3 separate regions of the Mus musculus genome follow, and all the other regions are linked to region 1. The links are chromatin contacts, called in public promoter capture Hi-C maps. All regions are on one chromosome and are shown on one strand. Each heading gives the region's core, a stretch centred on a gene start, on an enhancer-like site or on the middle of the called end of the contact. The rest is flanking DNA. Distances are from core to core; before and after follow the strand shown.

Evidence for each region. Promoter capture Hi-C pulls out the DNA fragments that hold promoters and counts their contacts.
Region 2: a contact with region 1 is called in a promoter capture Hi-C map of the HPC-7 cell line. The contact joins the enhancer-like site here to the promoter of Zup1 in region 1. A contact is called at or near these places in 6 of 39 promoter capture datasets (the C10 cell line, the HPC-7 cell line, embryonic stem cells and 2 more), 2 of 115 datasets of contacts at active chromatin or transcription factors (the SCID.adh cell line and bone marrow-derived dendritic cells) and 1 of 9 other capture datasets (adipose tissue).
Region 3: a contact with region 1 is called in a promoter capture Hi-C map of pre-B cells. The contact joins the enhancer-like site here to the promoter of Zup1 in region 1. A contact is called at or near these places in 18 of 39 promoter capture datasets (the 3T3-L1 cell line, 3T3-L1-derived adipocytes, the C10 cell line and 10 more), 1 of 15 datasets of contacts at CTCF or cohesin (the NIH/3T3 cell line), 2 of 484 Hi-C or Micro-C datasets (bone marrow-derived macrophages and cortical neurons), 20 of 115 datasets of contacts at active chromatin or transcription factors (the 230-238 cell line, CD8 T cells, the NIH/3T3 cell line and 10 more) and 4 of 9 other capture datasets (adipose tissue, embryonic stem cells, liver and 1 more).

Annotation. Positions count from the first base shown.
Region 1 is chr10:33,949,873-33,952,572 of GRCm38.p6, reverse strand. Zup1 (zinc finger containing ubiquitin peptidase 1) reads left to right here and starts at 1,314. Exons shown (of 11, transcript NM_001359455.1): 1 at 1,314-1,442.
Region 2 is chr10:34,248,037-34,250,736 of GRCm38.p6, reverse strand. The region is part of intron 1 of Gm26564 (a long non-coding RNA gene); the gene reads left to right. Among named protein-coding and RNA genes, the nearest start is that of Tspyl1, 33 kb to the left of the region's middle. Within about 2 kb of position 1,331, at least 35 of the 459 cell types and tissues checked have an H3K27ac peak or open chromatin away from gene starts, as enhancers often do. A contact at or near this core is called in the HPC-7 cell line, where this site is marked.
Region 3 is chr10:34,319,530-34,322,229 of GRCm38.p6, reverse strand. All of the region lies in intron 8 of Nt5dc1 (5'-nucleotidase domain containing 1), which reads left to right. Among named protein-coding and RNA genes, the nearest start is that of Gm26564, 23 kb to the right of the region's middle. Within about 2 kb of position 1,284, at least 3 of the 459 cell types and tissues checked have an H3K27ac peak or open chromatin away from gene starts, as enhancers often do.

The sequences.
Region 1 (2,700 bases), core at 65-2,564:
CCAATCTCTGCGCGTCAAATACTGCACTCTCCTGTCCCTGCATGCAGCCAGAGCAGTTAGTACCCCTTTCCCCTAACATAGATGCTTCAGGCCTTATGAAGAGGGCAGACAAAAGAGAGCCCAATCTGGCGCCGGAATATTGTGATCCTTCCTTCATAAAAGCACTCTCCCAAGCACAGATGGCTCCGACCTTTGAAGGAGACAGGAGTTAGTATTCTCGAAGTGATAAAGTCCACTCATTCTCAGGCAGCTGTGACTGCGTTATAAAAACACGCTGGTCTTTGATAAGTTATGTCTTCCCAGGTCAAAAAGGTCTTGTTCCAGCTGCGCAATTCCTCCTCCCTGTCTGAACAAATACTATCGGTTCTCTTTTCCTCTTCCCAATCATGTAACACCAGGGGTTGAGAGCCCCAGTTTATGCATCCTCCTATATATACCTTAAACCCCTAGATTTAGGGGTCACTGTGCATTGGGAAAGATAGCGAACCGGGTCCCGGTTAATAAAAACTCTTTGTATATTACATTTGGTCTTCCAATTTCTGGCAGTCTCCTGGGGTTCCCGCAAACTGGGCATAACAACCTGGTTACAGAAGATGGCCAGTTCATCTTTTTTCGTTAACTAATACTGTCTTGGAGGAAAAGACGAGTCAAGTGGGAAGCTGATGAAGGAGGAAATCTGGAAGCAGAGTTTTAGTTGCCCCTTGTTTAGACATTCCACAAAGTTCTGTTTTCTGAACGTTTTTATACCTCTGGAGAAATGATTTCATTGTTGTTGGCCTCGCAGCTAATGGTTAACTGCTAATGTGCTCATTTTTAGCTTGAAAATGTTCTGTAAGAGTACTTTCACTCTTACAATGACTTCGAATTTTTTTTTTTTTTTACTAAAAGAAGGAATTCTACTAAAGGAAATAGTATTTCCTCCATGCATCACGTTCAACGATACCCAATAATTTAAAAATATTATACTTGTCAGATTATGTCATCCTCATATTTAAACACGTCCGTAGTTGCCTCGTAGATCAATCCCCCAGAGGGAGAAACAGACTGTTAACACTGGATAAGCAACTTTGTAATATTGACAAAGGAACTTGTCTTAATTAACCCGCAGAACATAATTTAGAGCTCAGATACTGTGTAAACAGGAACAGGTGTTTGCCGCAGAATCAGACATTTAAATGTACTCAGAATCTAGTTACGGTTTTAGCATATCTGGAGTGGAAACTGCAACTGGAAGGTGGGAGGGGCAGTGATGCTCTGATGTGCAAGCGAAAGTTGCAAAAATCCCTCACAAGTCCCACAATGCACCGCAACTCAGACGGATCTGCAGCGGGGCATGCTGGGATCTCTACCCTCTCTGGCCAGTGAGGAAGGTCTGTTGTGACTGCGGAGGACTCTTGGAGGCCTGGGCTCTCTTTTGGGTCGCGGCGCGGCAGTCTCGGGAGGTCTGTCCTTGGCGATCGGGCGGGCTGTGTGGGGCGCGCTTTCGGGCGGTGGCTGGCTCCTGCGGTGGGGAGGAGCGGCGGTCTAGCCGTGGGTCCGGGTCTGCAGGCCGGCTCCGGGTGGCCGCAGGTCCGGTTCCCTGCGCCCCACCGGTGCGACGTTGGCTCAGAACTTTGACAGATTCGGGCCTTACCACCTTCGCCATCCCGTACCCAGGCTAGCCCTTCGAAGGTCCCCCCTTACTTGTAGTGTGTCCTTTATCTGCAGTGCCCCAGTCCTTGGAAGAAACGAAACTAGGTATCGATAGAACTTCCTTCTAGAAACAGAAACTTATTACTGTCTGAAGAGAAACGAGAAAAAGGAAAATGTAGAAAGATTTTGTAAAGCTGAAATTAGATGAAGGGAATAGTTGCCCTCGTTTTTCCTTCCTATTACTAAAATACGTGACAGCCAGGTGATAGTCTAGGGGAAGGTCTGGGTTTGTGATTGCGTTAAAAGGTTTTGTTTTGTTTTAGCACCTCCCTACAAGTAGTCCATCTCCCATTAGCCCATCAATCTCATAACTCGTTTGAAAATGAACTTCCGAGGGTTGAGCTGTTAGCTAACCTAATGAAACCAGCGTCTATACCCCAGTTTCCTAGATCTTGGCGGTAAGTGCTGTTTTCCTACAATGCTCACAGCTTTTACCTTTGGGCTCTGCGGTGTTTACCTTCCATCGTTATCTGACTGTAGTGACCTGTCTGGTCCAGGGTTTCCATGTATGTAAAACCACAGCAGTGGTATTAAGTTTGACACATATAAAGCTCTGAAGTGAACTAAGGTGGATTTACCCTCCTCATTCTACTACATGCAAGTAAATATGTTGATCAACATTAGCCTTCTGTTTTACTTTATTTTACATGGACAACTTATTAAATATACTTTTTTTTCTACCTGTTGGACGAAATGCCTTGTATTATTGTTTTTTGAGATGGAGTCTCACTATGCAGCCCTGAATGGTTTGGAACTCAGCTATGGCTGGCCTCCAACTAACAGATCCACCTGCTCTCTGCCTCAGGAGTGCTGAGATTAAAAGGGTGTATCACCAATGCCTTGTTGAAATGTTTTACTCATAAATTTTCTTATTATTACCTCTGATATCTTGACATTCAGGCACAATATCCTTTATCTAGAATATGTAGAAATACAATACTAAACATAAAGTTTGTTTGTGTCATATATAGCTTGTATTTTAAAACATATTTCTCTGTATGTATTTCT
Region 2 (2,700 bases), core at 82-2,581, 300 kb before region 1:
AGAGTTCCTTCCAGCACTATGGAAGCTAGCCAGTAGAGATTAAGCTTCCAGATCAGGGCAAGCTTGATTTCTCCCTATTCTATGGTTCAAATATGTGGTATCTTCAGCAAGAGGGTATTATTATCAAGTTCTGGCAGGTAACCAAGAGCACTGACAATAGCCTGTAATATTTGGAGGGTAAGGGGACCTCACTGACAAAAGACTCCAGAGGAGATAACCCATACCTAGCACAAAGATTTTTATTCATTAGCCTGGGCTGTCTAGTGGGACATTGGTTGCCCAATTGTAGGGTAAATACATTTTAACTATTTGTGTTTGTGTGTGTGTGTGTGTGTGTTTAGAAACTTCTACAATAGTAGATTCCCATAGGACTTTAGTTTTATTTATCCATCACCATATTCCCTCCTCTACCTTCCCTGAATCAAGAACCTCAGCATAACATTTGATACCCGGAATCTGTTAGAGAAGAAAGTAGTGAGTACACACTTGGATTCATTGTCTCAGGAGGGCTTTCTGAATAGGACCCTGATAGCACAGGCATTAAGATCAACTAATAAGTGGAACTTCCAGAAACTAAAAAGCTTTTGTACAGCAAAGGACACCATTACTTGAGTGAAGATACAGCCTACAAAATGAAAAAAAAAAATTCTTTACCAGCTCTACATGTAACAGCGGGTTAGTATCTAAAATATACACAGAATTAAAAAAAAAACTAAACATCAAGAAAACAAACAACTCAATTTTTAAAAAATAGATATGGAAGTTAAGAGAGAAATCTCAAAAGATAAAACACAAATGTCCAAGAAGCATTTTTAAAAAATTGCTCAACATCCTGAGCCAATAGGGAAATTCAAATTGTAGCTACTATGATACTTCATCTTACTTGAGTCAGATGACTAAGTTGGGGGGTGGGGGGGGGGATGTGGCTGTGAACGTAAAGAGGAACAATTCTTCAGTGGTGGGAGAAGGACAAAGCAGTGCTGCCACTATGAACATCAATCAATGTGGAGCTTCCTCAAAAAGCTAAAATTAGACCTACCACAAAACTCGGCTATGCCACACTTGGTAATGAGTATTTCTTCACTAGAAATGTAGCCAAGAAATTATAGTGCTATTATTGTATGCTTTAATTATGCATAGACTTGTTTTTAAATGTTCTTGTCCAAGCTGTATAGATAATGGGAGTAACGCTTGTACAAACATGAGGAATGAGTCCAATCTTTAGAATTCATATTTTTAAAACAAAAATTCCAGACATGGGTCTGGAGAAACTGATGAGTGGTATGATAACTGGCTTCTCTTCTGGAGGATCCAAGCTTGATTTCCCACACTTATATGGTAACTCAAAATCATCTATAACTCTGGCTCCTGGAGATCTGGTGCATTATTTTGGCCTCCACAGGCATCAAACATGGTGCACAAATATACATTCAGGCAAAGCATCTGTATGCATAAGTAAAATAATAGTGTACACACCTGAAAACTCCTGGAAAGGTGGCAACAGACAGAAGCCTGGGGTCCACTGTCCAGCCTGGCTTACTTGGTGTGTTTCAGGCCAGGGAGAGAGCGCTCCAAAAAAAAAAAAAGATGGGGAGTTTTATATATATATATATAGCTCAGCAGGTAAAGGCTCCTGCCACCAAGCCTGATCTGAATTCAGTCTCTATCCATTGTAGATAAAGAGAACCAACTTCCACAGGATATGCTCAGACCTGCACACATGTACTGTGTAACGTGCATTCACACAATACGTACTCACAAAATAAATAAATAAATAAATTTTAAAAATGAAATTAAAAAAAAAAGAAACAAGTGGCAAGTGAGATGGCTCAGTAGGTAAGGTGATTGCGGCTAATCGTGACCACCGGAGTTCAATCCCCAGGACCCACATAACAGAAGGAAAGAACTGACTTCTGCAAGTTTTACAAAATGTACTTATTTTTGGTTGTGAGCCTAGCCTTTAACGGCTGAGCCATCTCTCCAGCCCAAAATGTACTTATTTTTATCACGTTTCCAAAACTTCGTGTTACTATAATGTATTTCATTCATTTTGGTTCTAACATAATAGAATTCCACAGCATTTCATGTGTAGTGAACAGCACCAACAAACTAAGAGATTCTGAAGATAATTTAAGTCTACTTAAAAATAATGGGAAACTTATTTTAAAACATAAAAGCACAGCGTATCAGTTGATATAACTCATAGTTCAAGAGAGATGTAAGTTGGTTCTGAGTTGTAGTTAATTTTGTGTGGGACTCCTATGAGGGAAGATGCACACCATCCTGTCTGTCCTGGGTGCATGTTTTTATAATGTCTTTTTCATTGTTACTGGGTTTTTGGTCTTTCTGTTTCTCACATCCCAGTCTAATGCCCCAATTGTACTTACAGGGGCATTTTAAATGAGTAGCTATTTTTAGTGGTTGGTTTGTCTGACTTATTCCTCCTTTCTGGGTCCCTTGTTGTTTCCCTGCCCCACGCAGCAAAGCTATAGCTAATTAATAATCCTCAGAAGCAAATCATGAAGCAAAAGAGAAAAGGCTTTCCTACTTATGAGAAGCAACTCAGCAGCTTCAAGAACCCACCTGTTTGTCTTCCCAGGACCTCAAGGAGTTTCTTCCCACCTATACAGGAAACCAAAGTCTCAGAGCTGTCTGCTGGCTCCCTTTCCTGCTAACTCTGTGACCACTTTGATGTGACTT
Region 3 (2,700 bases), core at 35-2,534, 370 kb before region 1:
AACATGAGTCCATACACACATACATATGCATGCACATGCCATGTGCACATGTGAGCACACATGCACACACACACACACACACACACACACACACACACAACATGTGCTTTTTCTGCAACAATCCAGGCATTCAAAGAAGGCCAGGAAGAATTGTCACACTTGTCAAGAGACTGATGGAGAAACAAGGTTGCAGGAAAAGACCAGGCCCTTTGCAGTTGAGAAAGAATGATCAGAAGCAAGCTGCTCCTCACAGGTGCTCTTAGAGCTTCCTGGAAGAGCATTTGAAAGACGAAGGCCATCAGGATAGATGAGTGGCAAGACTGGGCAAGGTGAATGTCAAAAAGTTTAATTGTCATCTCTGTGTGTGACTAGATCTTGAGTCAGCAGGATATGTTGTAGAGATTTCCATCTCTGGGAAGAATCTTAAAAGGAGAAAATGTCATTTTTTGTTGTTGTTGGTTTTAGAGATTGCAGCCCATGTTACTTGGCCATATTATTTTGGGCTTATGGCACATAGACCAACATGAAAGGGTATGGAAAAAAAGAAAAAGAAAAAATAGACCATTGTGGAAGGAAGTCTAAGTTAGGGTTTCTGTTGCTGTGAAGAAACAGCATGACCATGCCAATCTTCTTTTTTTTTCCCCTCTACTCTTTTTTTTTTATAATTAGATATTTTCTTCATTTACATTTCAAATGCTATACCCAAATCCCCCTATACCCTCCCCCACACCCTGCTCCCTAACCCACTCACTCCCACTTCCTGGCCCTGGCATTCCCCTTTACTGGGGCGTATGATCTTGGAAAGACCAAGGGCCTCTCCTCCCCTTGATGGCCAACTAGGACATCCTCTGCCACATATGCAACTAGAGACACAGCTCTAGGAAAACATTTAATTGGTTTTAATTGGGGCTGGTTTACAATTTCCAAGGTTCAGTCTGTTGTCATCATTACTGGAAGCTTGCTGGCATGCAGGCAGACATGGTACTGGGGAAGTAGCTGAGAGTTCTACATCTTGATCCACAGGCAGCAGAAGTAAATGCCACACTAGGCCTAGCTTAAGTATCTGAGACCTCAAAGCCCACCTTCACCGTGACAAACTTCCTCCAACAAACACACACCTACTCCAACAAGGCCACACCTCCTAATAGTGCCACTCCTGTGGACCAAGCATTCAAACACATAAGTCTATGAGAGCCAAACAACTACAAATGGCATGTGGCAGAACAAATCTGTTCCTTTAGTGGCTGCCAGGAAAAGGGGAGTGGAGTTTCCTAATATAACTTTCAAGGGCCTGATTCCTTCAAGCCCCACCTCTAAAAGCCTTCTCCCTTCTCAGTAGCATTGGCTACCTATGACTGAACCTTTAACGAGAGCTGTTGGTAGCATTTAAGATCAAGACCATAAAATTCTTGCCATACTAACTTTCAGGAGGCTTTTGGTATTGCTCTATTTAATTGTTGAGTATCCAGAGATAAACACGGGACTATCTAAGCCTATTGCTATAAAAGTTCCCCTTGTAGTGCTTCTCTGCAGAATTTGTTCTAGATGTATGTTACCACATTGGATTTGCAGCGTAGTGTGATAAAGAATGTCATGCAAACTGTCCTTTCAGTTATGGTTATCAAAGAACGTCAGAGTTCATTAAACATATGTTATGAAAGAATTGCAGATCTTAAAATATACACACATTGGAGCTAGAGCGATAGCTCAGTGGTTAAGAGTACTTGCTGCTCGTGATGAGGACTTAGGCTCAGTTCCCAGGCTCCCAGCTGCTGCTAAGTCCAGTTCCAAGGAACCTAGCACCTCTTCTCGCTTCTGCGAGTACAGCGTATAGGTGGTACACACATACACTTACACAAGTAAATAAATAGACCATAACTATATATATATATGTATATATATATATATATAATAGAAAATAAATATAGCATATATTGTTTTATTTTGTCTTTCAGAGTAGAGACTCACTGTGTAACCCTGGTTGATCCTGAACTAATGCAGAAGACCAGGATAGTCTCTAACCTTATAACGATCTTCCTGCCTAAACATAACATTTTTCAAAATTACCATATTTATAGTCCTAGAAAACCTTTTTTAAAAGATCTTACTTTCCCTAACTGTAGTTCTATTTTATTAACAGCTGAAATTATATATTTATGATGTATACCATGATACTATAGCATATGTGTGCACTGTGTAACGGATAACTCAAGCCGTTTAACACATGTATTATCCCACTTAAAACCCACTTTTCCAGTGTACATTCCGTTCCTGCTAAGGCTGGTCTCCAGAAACTGTAGTAGATCTCCTGCACTCATCCTTCCTACAGTTCATCTTTGCTGAGATTTCTCCACTCTCCCCCTCCCCCAGCCTCACTTACCCATGACTTTAGTCTGACTACAGATCAGCTGTACATATGTATTCTGCATATGAATGAGTTCATACAGTACTTGTCTGTCTGTGTCTGGTTTATCTCACTGAACCTTATATCCACCAGGCTCACTGATGCTCTTACAAATACTATCACTCTCTTCCTAAGGCTGAACAATACTTCATTGTGTATATTTTATTGGTTATCCACAACTGCAGATTCAACCAACCTCAGGACTAAACTATTCAAAGAAATTGCACAGGCACTGAACACAACATGTGTGTGTTTTTTTTCCTTGTCATTCCCTAAGTAACACATTATAACAACTC